Regions from separate parts of the Gossypium hirsutum genome. Here region 2 is linked to region 1. A link is a contact called in public Hi-C data. All regions are on one chromosome and are shown on one strand. Each heading gives the region's core, a stretch centred on a gene start, on an enhancer-like site or on the middle of the called end of the contact. The rest is flanking DNA. Distances are from core to core; before and after follow the strand shown. Region 1 holds the start of LOC121213091 (putative gamma-glutamylcyclotransferase At3g02910). Region 2 holds the start of LOC107951756.

The links. Hi-C and Micro-C count contacts between places; a contact is called where the count stands out from the background.
Region 2: a contact with region 1 is called in a Hi-C map of leaf, with 2.7 times the contacts expected there. The contact joins the promoter of LOC107951756 here to the promoter of LOC121213091 in region 1. A contact is called at or near these places in 4 of 34 Hi-C or Micro-C datasets (all in leaf).

Annotation. Positions count from the first base shown.
Region 1 is chrA02:95,222,828-95,229,848 of Gossypium_hirsutum_v2.1, reverse strand. It overlaps LOC121213091 (putative gamma-glutamylcyclotransferase At3g02910), which reads left to right and starts at 2,704. Exons shown (of 1, transcript XM_041086221.1): 1 at 2,704-3,600. The coding sequence starts at 2,878. The coding sequence ends at 3,411.
Region 2 is chrA02:95,610,662-95,617,682 of Gossypium_hirsutum_v2.1, reverse strand. It overlaps LOC107951756, which reads left to right and starts at 4,624. Exons shown (of 5, transcript XM_016886893.2): 1 at 4,624-5,285; 2 at 6,345-6,607. The coding sequence starts at 4,887. It overlaps LOC107951754 (V-type proton ATPase subunit H), which reads right to left and starts at 2,741. Exons shown (of 13, transcript XM_016886889.2): 1 at 2,668-2,741; 2 at 2,093-2,167; 3 at 1,273-1,398; 4 at 959-1,061; 5 at 811-883. The coding sequence starts at 1,365.

The sequences.
Region 1 (7,021 bases), core at 1,455-3,954:
TCCCCTTTTTTTAACTGGCCTGAATTCGGCCCCTCACTGACCAAGGCCTGACATGCTAGGCCTGACGCTAGCCATCAACTTTAGGGGTCCGCTTCTCTAGGCCTGACAATATCCCATCTTCTTTTCCTTTTTTTTTTTAACTTAAATCCTATTCATTTCTATTTTTTATTAACTTTATTATTTTTTTTACTTTCCAATTTATTACTTGAATTTCATTTACTCCATTAAATTAATTTGTCCTTTAATTATATAATTTTTAATTAAAATCATATTTTTTTAAAAATGAATTATCCTTATTTTAATTAAATTCAAATTTTTTATAATTTATATTTATACCACTAAAAATTATATTTAATTTAAATTACATTGTTTAAATTAAGATTCATCAAAAAATAAATAATAAGGGCATGGGTAAATAAAATACAAAAAATCCTTTAATTACAAGTTTCTACAATAATCATGGAATAATGAAAATTCACTTGTTATATTCGTCGTCTTCGAATTCGGCATTATGAGAATAATAAAAGATTTTTTGTCGACTTTAAAAGATACAACATTTTTCAGCTGTATTTATTATTTCTCTATCGAGATGAACATAAACAAACAGAATTTAGAAACTTATCTTCAACAATATTTGTTTCCCCCTAAACAAACAAAAACATTGATATCGGTTTTCAACTGATAAAACAAACAAAAAGCTCAAATGGAAAACAAAACAACTCTATTTATTGAAGGGGTGTCGGCCATCAATGTTCCAGCACACCAATTTTTTTTAAAAATCAGGTATAAGGGTGCTAGCCATCAGTGTCCCAACACCCATTTTTTTTAAATCGGGTACAAATGTGCCGGCCATCAGTTTCTCAACACCCAAAAAACAAAATTTTTTGTTCCCAAAGAAGAGAGTGTCAGCCATCTACTTCCTCTGATCCAATTTTTTATTTGATTAATTGGGTGCCGGCTAGGGGTGAGTATTCGATTAAGTCGAGTCAAATCGAGTAAAAAATTTTCGAGTTAGTCGAGTTGACAAATCCTATTTTAGCAACCGAACTCAATTTGAAATTTTTTCGAATCGAATCGAATCGAATCGAATCGAGTCAAAAAATTTCGAGTCAAATCGAGTCGAGTTAAAGAATCCTATTGTTTATACTTAATGTTGCGTTTAGATGGACTGATTATTTGATTAGTAGACGAAGTACATGATTATTTAACTACATGAACAATATAATGATTTAGTCTTTGAACTTAATGAGTAAACATTTATCAAAACGACGTAGTTTTACCTTTTAACTTAATTATTTTGAATTTTAACTTTTAATAAAGTAAACATTTATCAAAACTACGTAGTTATGTCTTTTCTTATTCGAATTTTCGGATAACTCGAATTGTGTAATTCATATTCGAGTTAAACCGAAAAACTTAATTTTTTATTTGAGTTGATCCGAATAACTTAATTAACTCAAATAACTCGAACTATTTAATTTAAAATTTAAATTTTTTATCGAGTTTTTCGAATGAAATCTTGCTCACCCCTAGTGCCGGCCATTAGTTTGCCGACACCCAACAAAAATAATTTTTAAATAAGAAAAAGTGGTGCCGACTATTTATTGTTTAGCGCCTAAATTTTTTAAATACTAGTACAAATGTATACCAATATACTATGGTTTGGAAAAAAATAAAAGGGTGCCAACCATTAATTCTCCGGCACTCAATTTTTTTAACACCTAACACAATCATCAAGCAATAATTGAGTTAAAAATTAATAATTGGGTCAAAAATCAATGTGGGGCCGACCACTTAAGTTCCTTAACTTAATTTTATTGTTTATTTTAGATTATTTAAATGATTATTTTTTGAACTTAGGTTTTTTTTATAATTATTATTTTTTTGAGTTATTTGGGTAAAATAGTCTCTATTATTGAGGTTATATGTTTTCTGTATTTTTCATTTCTTAAATAAAATATTTTATTTTAAAATAATATTCAAGTTGTCACATCTACTTTTAATGTACGATATATTATCAAACACATGGACAATTTTTTTTGAGTCTTTAGCCACTAAATCGCGCGGGAAACTTTAATGAAATTCATCGATTTTAGCATTTAAGCTTAAAATACAAAATCGTGGATATAAATAAAAAAAGATGTTGTATAAAATTATGATTTTATGTTATTTTCATCTCTTTTTAATAAATAAATGAGAAATTAAATTTTTTCTCCTAATCTTTAGTATTTTTAATTGAATTTAAATCTTTTTTAAGAGAAAAAAAATTAAAAATTAAGAGGAAAAATCTAATTTATCATTCTTTTATTGAAAAGAGTTAAAGATGACTTGAAATTACAGTTCCATACAATTCATTCTCATAAATTAAAATGCTTTAAAAAATTAATGAATGTAAATGTATTTGTAATTATACATATATTATTTAAATTTAAAATATTATTTTTACATAATAATAGTACTTTAATTAAGGAAATATTTTTTGAAAAAAATATATTTATATGTTATATTATTAATATAATTTAAAATTAAATAGATAATTTGATATATTATTTAGCTAAATTACATAGTATTTATTATAAATTATTTATATTAATTTTAACTAAATTATATAATATTTATTATTAATTATTTGTACTTTGACCAATAATAAAGTAATTAGATAAAACCACATAAATTTACGGTATGCATATTGATATATGATTTCACCACTCTCCATATTGAGAATTTTCTACAGTTAAAATTCCTAACCAATCAAACGGAATCCTCCTATTAATAGAACTCCACACCCCATCTTTATCTGACAAATTGCAAATCCTCTCTACTTCTTCTTGTTCCCTTGATTTTACCTCACTTTCTAGCCAACCAAATACCACAAGAATGGGTGTGGAATTCGAAAACAGTAATTGTACGAACCTCGTGTTCACATATGGCACCTTGAAACGGGGCTTTGCCAATCACGTGCTCCTTCAAGATTTGATGCGAACGGGAGACGCCGAATTCAAAGGCACTTACCGTACCATGGAGAGATACCCGCTCGTTTGCGGGCCATACCGTGTCCCTTTCCTCCTCAACATGGCTGGTTTGGGACTCCGAGTCACGGGAGAGCTGTACGCCGTGTCAGCTCGGGGGCTGGACCGGCTGGACGAATTGGAAGGCACGAGTCGCGGGCATTACGAGCGGAGGCCCATCCATCTGACGCCAGCTGGGGAGGAAGAGCTATTAGCGTGCGCAGCTCAAGCGTATTATGCGCACAAGAGTTACGAGGAGGAGATGTGGAAGAAGAACAGGAGAAAAGGGTTTGGGGTATATTCCGAGAAAGAAGCCAAAGGTTATGTGAAACGTAAGGATAGGCCTCAAAATCTCAGTTTCTTGGATCATATTATGATCTTCATTTCGTCTCCTTCTGATTAAATCAATAAACATAAACAGTTCGAGAAAAATTTTGAATGTTGTAATGCTTGTAAAATTTTTCTCGAGATTTCAATGAGAAACAAGATTGAATTTTCTCAAATTTGTTGCCATTTTTTGCATGGGCATGGTGGAAATTTAAATGTCGCATTTTGAGTTTATAAAATTACTTAATGGTGTTTAGGTGCAAAATTTTGGGCTTCCATTGAAATTTATTTTCTTCTTCATTCAATTCTCTTTTGGCCTCTAATAGATACATTGCGGGAAAGGGTTTAAAAAGTTTAGGTAGTTGGTAAAAACATTAAGTTACATATCGGATGAAATTAAGCTAATATAATGAATGGCTATATATGGGTGAAAATAATTGATGGAAGTATTAAGGTTATTTTACTAAATTAACTCAAAAAATTTTGACATTTACAAAAATAACCCAGGTTCAAAAACAATCACAAAAATAACTTGAAATGAACAGTAAACAACTCGTATTTTGCACCCATGATTGTCAAATGATTGTGTCAGGCTTTAAAAAATTAATTTTTTTAGTTTTGGCCTGTCAATGGCAGGCACCAGGGTATTTTTTTTAAAAATCGTATCATATTGGTATACAAAATACGAGTTTTAAAAAAAAAATTTGGGTGTTGGCCTGTCAATGGCCGGCACCAAGTACAAAAAAAAATTCAAATTTTTTTAAAAAAAAATTTTGCTCTCCGAAAATACCAATTTTAAAAAAAAAAATTTGGGTGCTAGCCTGTTAATGGCCGGCACCCAGTACAAAAAAAATTCAAAAAATTTTTTTTTACTCTCCGAAAATACGAGTTTTAAAAAAAAATTTTGGGTGCTGGCCTGTCAATGGTAGGCACCCAGTACAAAAAAAAATTCAAAATTTTTCTCAAAAAAAAATTTTTACTCTCCGAAAATACGAGTTTTAAAAAAAAAATTTTTGGGTACTAGCCTGTCAATGGCCGACACCCAGTACAAAAAAAATTCAAAATTTTTTTTAAAAAGAAATTTTTTACTCCCCGAAAATACGAGTTTTAAAAAAAAAATTTCGGGTACTGGCCTGTCAATGGCCGGCATCCAGTACAAAAAAAAATTCAAAATTTGTTTCAAAAAAATTTTTTTTTACTCTCTGAAAATACGAGTTTTTAAAAAAAAAATTTTGGTTGCTGGCCTGTCAATTGCCGGCACCCAGTACAAAAAAAATTAATTTTTTTTTAAAAAACATTTTTTGCTCTCCGAAAATACGAGTTTTTTTTAAAAAAATTTTGTACAGGGTGTTGGCCATTAACAAGCCAGCACCCAAAATTTTTTTTTAAAACTCGTATTTTCGGAGAGCAAAATTTTTTTTAAAAGAAAAATTAAATTTTTCTTTCTGTAATGGGTGTCGGCCATTGACAAGTCAACACCCAAATTTTTTTTTTTTTAAAACTCGTATTTTAGAGAGCAAAAAAATTTCTTTTTGTACTTGGTGCAGGCCATTGACAGGCCAGCACCCAAAGTTTTTTTTTAAACTCGTATTTTGTATACCAATATGATACGATTTAAAAAAAAAATACCCTGGTGCCGGCCATTGACAGGCCAAAACTAAAAAAATTAATTTTTTAAAGCCTGAAACAATCATTTGGCAATCATGGGTGCAAAATGCGAGTTAGTGCCGGCCATTGACAGGCCAAAACCCTATTTTACTGTTCATTTCAGGTTATTTTTGTGATTATTTTTGAACCTGGGTCATTTTTATAAATATCAAAATTTTTTAGGTTAATTTAGTAAAACAACCAAGTATTAAGGATAAATTATACAATTAGTCATCTGATTTTTTTTTGTCATCAAACTATAAAAATTTTCGTTTTGTCACTAACATTATCATTTATTTTGGTTATATTCCTAACCATCACAAAATTTGCCTGGTTTTGTTCAATAAGCTTTACCATCAAAGGACGTAGACTATTAATAATTGTCTTCATGATTTTTTTATTCAGAACCGTACATAGGCTGATTGGTCTAAATTGTGTAATCCTTTCCGGCCCTTGAATCTTCAGTAGTAAAACAAGTAAGGTTCTGTTGATTCTAGGATCTAACGGGCACTCCTCCATCACCCACCGCACCAATGTATAAACCGAAGGCCCAACAATATCCCATTGTGCTTGATAAAACTTGGCATGAAACCCGTCTATCCCCGGTGCTTTAAGCGGAGCCATTCTAAAAATTGCACTTATAAAATATTATCTTTTAAATATTATTTATATGAAATATAATATATATTATTCATTTCTTTATTTTTTTATTTTAAAACAATAAGCGTGTAACCTTTTAACCCTACTTGTGGAGTTAAAAAAACTCTACCTGATGTGTATTAAATAATTATCCAATTATTATTATAAAAAATATATTTTAGTATCTAAATTAAAAATTTATAATAATTAAATAATGCAATTAAAATAGTGATCATTATTGTTTATGGGGAAAGTCTTTGAAAGGAAATTCCTACACTTTTTCTTTATGTACATTATAGTCATGGCCCTTTCCATTAAACATCGATACTCAAGAAGCTTTTCTTTTAAATCGTCTCAAAACATGTCTCAAGGGACACACTCTCTGAAGCAGGTTTATCGGCTATGTTAGTCACTATTATCTTAAACTGTGTCTCATCATCTTCACTTCAAGTATTCTAGAATGGTGCGGTAATTGATGCCTTTAGACCATCCCGAGGTATTCGACAGGGAGATCCTCTATCACCATATTTGTTTGTGTTGTGTATGGAGAGACTGGGTCACCTAATAGAGTAAGCAGTGAGTCAAGGGAGGTGGAAACCGCTGTTGCTTTCTAGGAGAGTCCCAATATTGTCACATTTAATTTTTGTGGATGATCTAATGTTATTTTGTGAGGCTATGCCGAAACAAGTTGAGAGTAAAACTGAGATTCTGGACACGTTTTTTTATTATTTGGGACAGAAGGTGAATAGAAATAAATCTCAAATTTTCCTCTCACCTAATGTACCGAATAGAACAGCTTCAGATATCTGTAGAAAGGTGGGGTCATTGAAAAACTAGCTTGCAATTTTATTTGGGGATCCACATGTAAAGTAAGGAAACCAGCATTGTTAAGTTGGGCCGAATGTTGCCAATCGATTGATGTTGGCGGTTTTGGTGTGCGAAGTCTAGCTACTTTGAATAAGATTTTTTTTTTGATAAAGTTAGGCTTTCAATTACTCACTAGGAATGATGTTCTATGGGTAAAAATTGTGAGAAATAAGTATAATGTTTGTGATAATGCTTTTTTGATGGAGACGATTACAGAAAGTGGTGCAGTTGATAGTTAGATGATGAAATTATGTGGTATTCATCGAATGATGTGTCGAGGGTGGAAGATTTGTTTATGTCCCAGTAACTCACAATGCAGTCGCTGATCATATAGCTAAAGTTATGGCAACAAAATTCATAGAGGTCCAAGTATTTGAAGTTCCACCTCCTTCTGTGTGGGAGTTAGTTCAACAAGACTTTATTAGCTTTATAAGGGATAATGTGCCATCTCAATAGTATCGCTTAATGTTGTTTTATTTTACCAAAAAAAGATAATATTTTATAAATCAAATAAAGAAAAGAGAAGAAAATAA
Region 2 (7,021 bases), core at 3,375-5,874, 390 kb before region 1:
GAATTGAGAGCCATATATAATCCGATTATAGGTGGTTGGTAACCTTCAAGATACAAGTTATTTGCATCTAAAATCTCTTGCAAGCGGCAGGCAGACAAAAGTAGCACAAGCTACTCATAAATACCATGTTTATGGTAACCTGAACCTTTGAGCTGAGATCACCACCTAATTTCCCAAAGATATATATGGAAAGCCAGCTGTGTAGGTATATATTTTCATCCATGATTTGAAATACATTCATAATACATATTTACTATTTATTTACAACAGATAGACAACTTAAAGCAAAAAATCAAACGAAGGTCAGTAATGTGCAAGGCATGAATAATCCAGATATTTGTACAAGCTCATCATGCAGATGGAATCAAATACTATCAAAATTACCAGCAAGAGAGGACAAAATTGTTAAATCTTCAAGGATCGAGGACCTACTTTTTGACAAAACAAGCATCGCAGAGAATCAGAGTTATCACTAACAATATAAGCCAGCTTGAGCCATAAGCAGATTGAGCACCAAGGAACCAACTCAATTTAGAGTCAAAAATAAAAATGAAAGAAAGAAGTGAAGCCAATATTTATAAATATAACATTTAGAAAAGGGATTCTAACTGTACAGCAAACATCACTATTAGATACCGCTAGCCAATTGATCATTGAAAGATTAAAGAATATCAAGAGTATCAGCCACCTTAATTCTCCACCCACCCACCCACCCACACACACATATACACAAGAAACACAAGGAAAATAAATAAATAATAAAAATCAGCCACAAATTAACAATGGAAACAATTTTGAGTAAAAACTTAACTTAGGAAAGGTTCATAAGTATCTTCTTTTGCAAGAGACTTGTCATGAAATAATCTGGCTCTTTTCGGATTGGCTGCAATAGAAAATTGTAGTAACTAATTTTACTTATGATGAATGCATCCTCACAAGACCAATATTCTTTACATACCTGTAAGCATTTCATCAATTAGAGCCAGAACATATTCCACTGTTTCTTCCTTAAATATATCACGTAATATGCTAACAAACACTTGAACATAGGCTGGACCATCCTGTCACATTCAATCTCACCAATCAATATCTTTCTTTTATCCTTAGTTTGATTAGATTTTCCAATAGAATTTTATTTAGGCTTTTAAAAACCTATTCTGTTATGATGGAAGAGAAGTTAATAAAACTACTGAATTAATTGAAGATTGAAAAAAGAACATATACACAAGATAATACCCAGCTAATAATTTAAGAAGAGTTAGAAAACGTTACATCATCCAACAACTGTGCCCTGACACTTTCAGCTCTATTATCATAACGCCTTAACAGCTGAAGGCCTGTTCCTGAAATCAGCTTAGTTGTCATGTATGTTTCCTATGGGATGTCTCTCTTCAGAACCTTTAAAAGAGTAAAAGACGATAATCAAACTGGAATCACCAGTAACAAGTAACCGTTCGTAATTAACTATATCCTTGAAAAAGTTTAAAAAAGAGATAATATAATTTAAATTCTTTGAACACGGAAATCACAAGAAGAACATGACATAGAATAAATGTTAACAAATTAAGATCAGGGAAAATTTAAACAAAAGCCAAGTGGTAGTGTGCTTGTTTAAGAAAGCAAACAAGAATGTGCTCTAGTAGCCATGATGAAGAGAACAAACAAACAATTTGAAGCGTTTAAAAGAATTCTAAAACCTGTGTCATCCATCAAAGCGGTTCATAGGAGAATTCCTAACCTACTTTTGAGAAACTTCGTGCTTTTAAAGGTTTCAAAATTAAGGCATTAAATAACATAAAAAATAAAAAGAAGCACCCATGGAAGTAAATTAAATCTACCAGAGAAATGAAACTTTAATGTCTAATTCTTGAAACAAAAGTTTCACAACTTAAATGTCTAATTCTTCAAAGTTATAGTTTGCTTCTATATTCAACTGCACTTTCTACATTTTGCTTGCAAGAATATAACAGAAGCAACGACCAAAAGATCCCTGAAGCTTTCAAATTCCGATACCGAAACTTGAAACTCTATAATACTTAGTTTTATGTAAAATTATAACTAACAAAGCAAATTAAGTGATCAGATCACCAACCTGCTCAGTTGTTAGTTCCGCACGCTCCATTGGTGCCAAAAGAATATACTTTAAATTCCACGAAAATTAATGCCCCTGTAAAATATACCAAAAAAACAAAATTAATTTTAAAATCGAACTCCCTTACATTTTACCTACAAATACACAACAGAATTCCATAATTGCTTTTATGTTTAATCAAATCTGAAAATAATCAACATTACCAGATCGAATCTGATAAAATTTAAATTCTAATTCATTTCTCAGTTAAAAAAAATCACAAATTTTTAAAAAGAAAAGAGGTTTTCTGGAGATTCAAAATTTCTAATCAGAGAGAAAACACAAGTTGACTATGAAAAAAAATCATAGGAATAATTAACTGTGAAAATAAATTAATTCAAAACAAATCTTTAACAAAAAAAATAAAAGAAACTACAATGCAAATGCAGCGATGCAAGGGAGACTGAAAATGTAATTTTGTTTACATTGAATGAAAATTCAGAGGAAATTGATGAAAAATTGGAAGAAATTTTATATAAATATTATAAAACTAATAGAAAGAGAGAGAGGGATTAAAACGTTGTCGGATCACTAGCCTTAATACTACGGTTTCTTTTTCGTCCAGTGGTGTGGCTCTGTTCTTGTAGCCTAAGAGAGTGATCGTGATGGACATCAAAATCTTTGGATTTCGATTGAAGAGGTGGGATCTGGTGCCGCTGTATATAGAGTAGCTGCTGGCTGGTTCTCTATTACAAAGTTGACGCGTGGCTGTAGTCTTATCTACGGGTCCACAGCAAAGGTAAATATATATGGCTTCCTTCTAGCCAAAATTTTTATCTTTCTTAAATGTCTACAAATAGCTAAACTCAAAAAAAATATATATATATTTGCTTCCCTCCCCCGCGTTAATTCAAAATGCTTCTTTCTTCTGGTGCAATTATTTTTTCCCTTTAATTTTTAGGGTAAAGTAAATTGGTAGTCACTCAATTTTGATAAAAACAATAAAATAGTTATTAAATTTTTAAAAATTTCAGTTCAATCACTAAATTTAAAAAAAAAAATAACTCCGTCACTAAAAGTCAATCTGACTAGTTAAGAAAAAAAAAAAGAAGAAAAAGAAAAGGAAGAAGAGAAGAAATGGAGAATAACAGCTTGCACTCCAGCGCCTTAAAGAATAGCGCGCCCTGCAGAAGCGCCGGCTCGAAGACCTTCCATCATTCTAACGATACCGCCAACAATAACTTTGATTCCCATTCTACTAAGCCCTCCTCCAAAATCCTTTTTCCAAAAATCAAAATATCCTCCTGCAAGCCCTGTACCAGTTTGCCTTACATAGTTTCCTTCGTTTCAACTCTCAAGCATGCAAACTTAAAAATGTGAGTCGTGAGTGAATAACTTTTGACGCAGGTAAGCTGTTTGAAGAAATTCCCGTTAGGCATTGGAACATTTCCTTTTTTATGCATGAGGTTCATCTTACAAACGAACACTAGTACTAGGAAAATAGATTGCATATTCTCATCCATCAGCACATATCCTTTCATAACTTTGAGAGGAAAACTACAATAGAGCATTTGTGTTACTAATTTTTTTTAAGTTTAGTGACTGAATTATAATTTTTAAAATTTAATAATTATTTTATTATTTTAATTAAAGTTGGGTGATTGTAAGTTTACTTTACCCTTATTTTTACTATAGATGGAGATTCATTTGTTTTTTAAGCTTGAGCAATTTGAAATCAGAGAAAACAACATATCATCAAATGTTTATCTTTGATTTTTAAGATGTCAACAATCTCCTTATTCTACAAAAGTTTTTTTTTTTAAATCGGGTTTATTGGAATACTAATGGCATGCATGCGAATTCAACAAAGAAATTCGGAAAAAAAGAAAACCTTGAACGTTAGAGAAGATATTTATTGTCATATAGTTGAATTAAAAATTGCAGAAAAATAGAATTTTTGTTAAAATTTGCCAAAATGTGCTGCATAAAATATATTGTTTGAGTAAATGTGGACGCTGACCTCTAGGTATGTTCACTATTTATAATTGGCTGGAAACTTAAATGGGACTATAGAATATAAAGATACTTTATCATTAAATCACTGAATAACAAAAAATGTGTATTTAATATATATATATATATATGATGTGAAATAATGAGTGGAAACTGTGTATGATATGTTTTAATTAGATTAATTTATTTTTTCTATTAATATTTGATCCCAATTTTTTTTGGAGTAAACGGAAAAGTTAATTGATGTTAAAAGATCACGTAAAAGATTTGATTTGTTATTCTCCTATTAGAATTTTTAAAATTGACTCTAAAATGTTAAGCATTAAATTGTTAAAAATTTTCAGATTATTAATTTTGAAATTCTTTTTGTAAATTTATAATAAATTCAATTTATAAAAAAAATGCAATTACTTAAATTAATTGTTAATATTGTATAATATTCTTATTTTTCAATTACTTAAATTTGAGAAATAATTGTTATAGATGCAATTTTACCGAATATATGTAAAAGTAAACGTCCACGTAACCAAATCTGGGAACTCATAAAATAAAATAATAAATGGAGAAAAGAAAAAAGAAAAAAGAAAACATCCTTCCATTTTATCCTCAACACACCAACAGAAGCAGCGACTTGGAGCCTCTCTCTTAAACATTCACCAAAATCTTTGTGGATGGGGATGTCTTCTGCTTCCAATTCTCCATCCTAAACTAAGAAAACCCGATTCCCAGACGGCTCTTCCTTCCCTAATAGATTCCCATTTTAGTTAATAATAAAAACCAAGTGTTTAAACTACTTTCAACTATGTCCTTCCTTACTTCTATTTCATCTCCTCCACAAATTAACTCCCTTTTTTCCTCTTCAATTTTCTCTCTATACCGCTTCTATTCTCCTTTATTTTCTTCTCTATATCACCACAAACGAAGTTATGGGAGTGGGAGGATTATAAGAGAGTTGGGGTTTCTGGGTGATTTCAGAGGTAAAGGGAGGGTGACTTCTGGTTCAATGGGGAAACAGAAAGGTGGGTTCTTTTGTGTTTCTTCTCCTTGTGGTTCTAGAGGGAGTTGTAGCTGTAGCAGTAGCAATGGAGATGAATTTGAGAGTGAAGAAGATGAGGAGGAAGTCGATGATGAAGAAGAAGGTGCTCGGTCGTTTTGTGTTTTGCCTGACAGATGGGATGTTCTTGGCCTTGGTCAAGCCATGGTATATTTCTTAACCATTCTTGTTTATATGTTATCTCTTGGTGTTTTGAATTTATACTTAAATGTTAAATTTGTGTTTTTTCAATGTCTTTTTTAGTAAAGTATAGGGAAAAGAGAATTGATGTTAAGGATATAAGCCTTGTAATGTAGTACATTTCTATTTCGTTTCTTAGAGAGGAAAATGGAGTTTGGCTGATATATTTTCTTTTGTTCCTTTCAATCCTACATTTTTCTTGTTGCTTTTAAATCATTAAGGCTTTGGTACTTTGTTCGGGCACTTGTTTTTTACAATTTTCCTTTTGATTTTCTTAAAGCTGGTTAAAAGCATTATCATGTTTGTTAAAATTATACTAATAGCTAAAATATTGTACACATTGAAACATAATTGTTCTGTATAGAAATGCGATTATGCATTTTGTGACGCAAAAATTTAATGAAGAGATGTTATGCCTCGTTTAGGATTTTGGTTGCATTTTCTTACCTTTACCTTAGAAACAACTAGCATCTAGTAAGCATAAAAATAAAGTAGAACCTAAGCATAAAAATAAAGTAGAACCTTACTTATTAATGAAAAGATTGGTCAATTTTGGCTCTATTTTTGGGAACCTGTAAAAATTTTGGCTAGGGGTTAAAGAACTGTTTCCATTCTTCATCTTGAATAGTAATCTGCTGTGTCTATCAAGGTGTTCTTACTGGTTTGTGCTTTTGTTGCTTTACTTAGAAGGCAATTACAAGAAGTTGAGTTATGAAATGGATTATTTAAAGAAATAACTGGTATAGAGAAACTTTATCTGATGGTATAATGATTCAATAGAATTTTCAAAATCTAACTCTTTTGTTGGTCTGCTTTGTTTATCTGTCAATGTTGGATTTTTGGATTCTTTGGAATTGCTGATAATTGATTGTAAGACATGGTTGCTGATATTTTTAACGCCTGTTCACTTTGTCCTTTTTCCCCCTCCGATTATACTTCCTGCATAGCAGCTTTTGGCATAGTCTTATTTGCATATGGTATTGAAAGTAAATTAAGCTTTCTCTGCAATTTACCTGCCAATTTCAGGTAGACTTTTCTGGTATGGTTGATGACGAGTTCTTGGGGAGATTGGGATTAGAGAAGGGAACCAGGAAGGTTGTAAATCATGAAGAGAGAGGTCGAGTTTTGCAGGCTATGGATGGTTGCAGCTATAAGGCAGCAGCTGGAGGATCTCTTTCCAACAGTTTGGTGGCATTGGCAAGGCTTGGTTATAAGCCCATTGGAGGTCCTGCTTTAAATGTAGCTATGGCAGGCAGCGTAGGTAGTGATCCATTGGGTGGCTTCTACAGGTCAGGTTTTGTTTTGAGAAATACCTTGGTTCTTTTTTTTTTTTCTTAACTTGTTTAATTTTTGTGAAAATGTTACTGAAAGTTTTGGGAAAAAGGTCTGAATTGGTCACTCTACATTATCAATTATCTGGTTTTGGCCTAATTTTAATGAATTAAAACCCTTTGTTTATATAAAAAGTTGCTTTAAGGACAATCAATAAAGGGGATTAACTTCATCAATCAAATTCCATTGGCTCTTGTCAATGACATAGCATGTCATCTAAACTTATTGATCAAGTGGCACTTATCAGTTCAAAAAAAGAAAAAAAGTTTTAATTAGATAAGTACTAAAGACCTTTTTGGAATTTTAAAATATTAAATATTTCAATTCAAATAAAATATGATGTATAGATTGATCTAGGTAATGATCAAGGC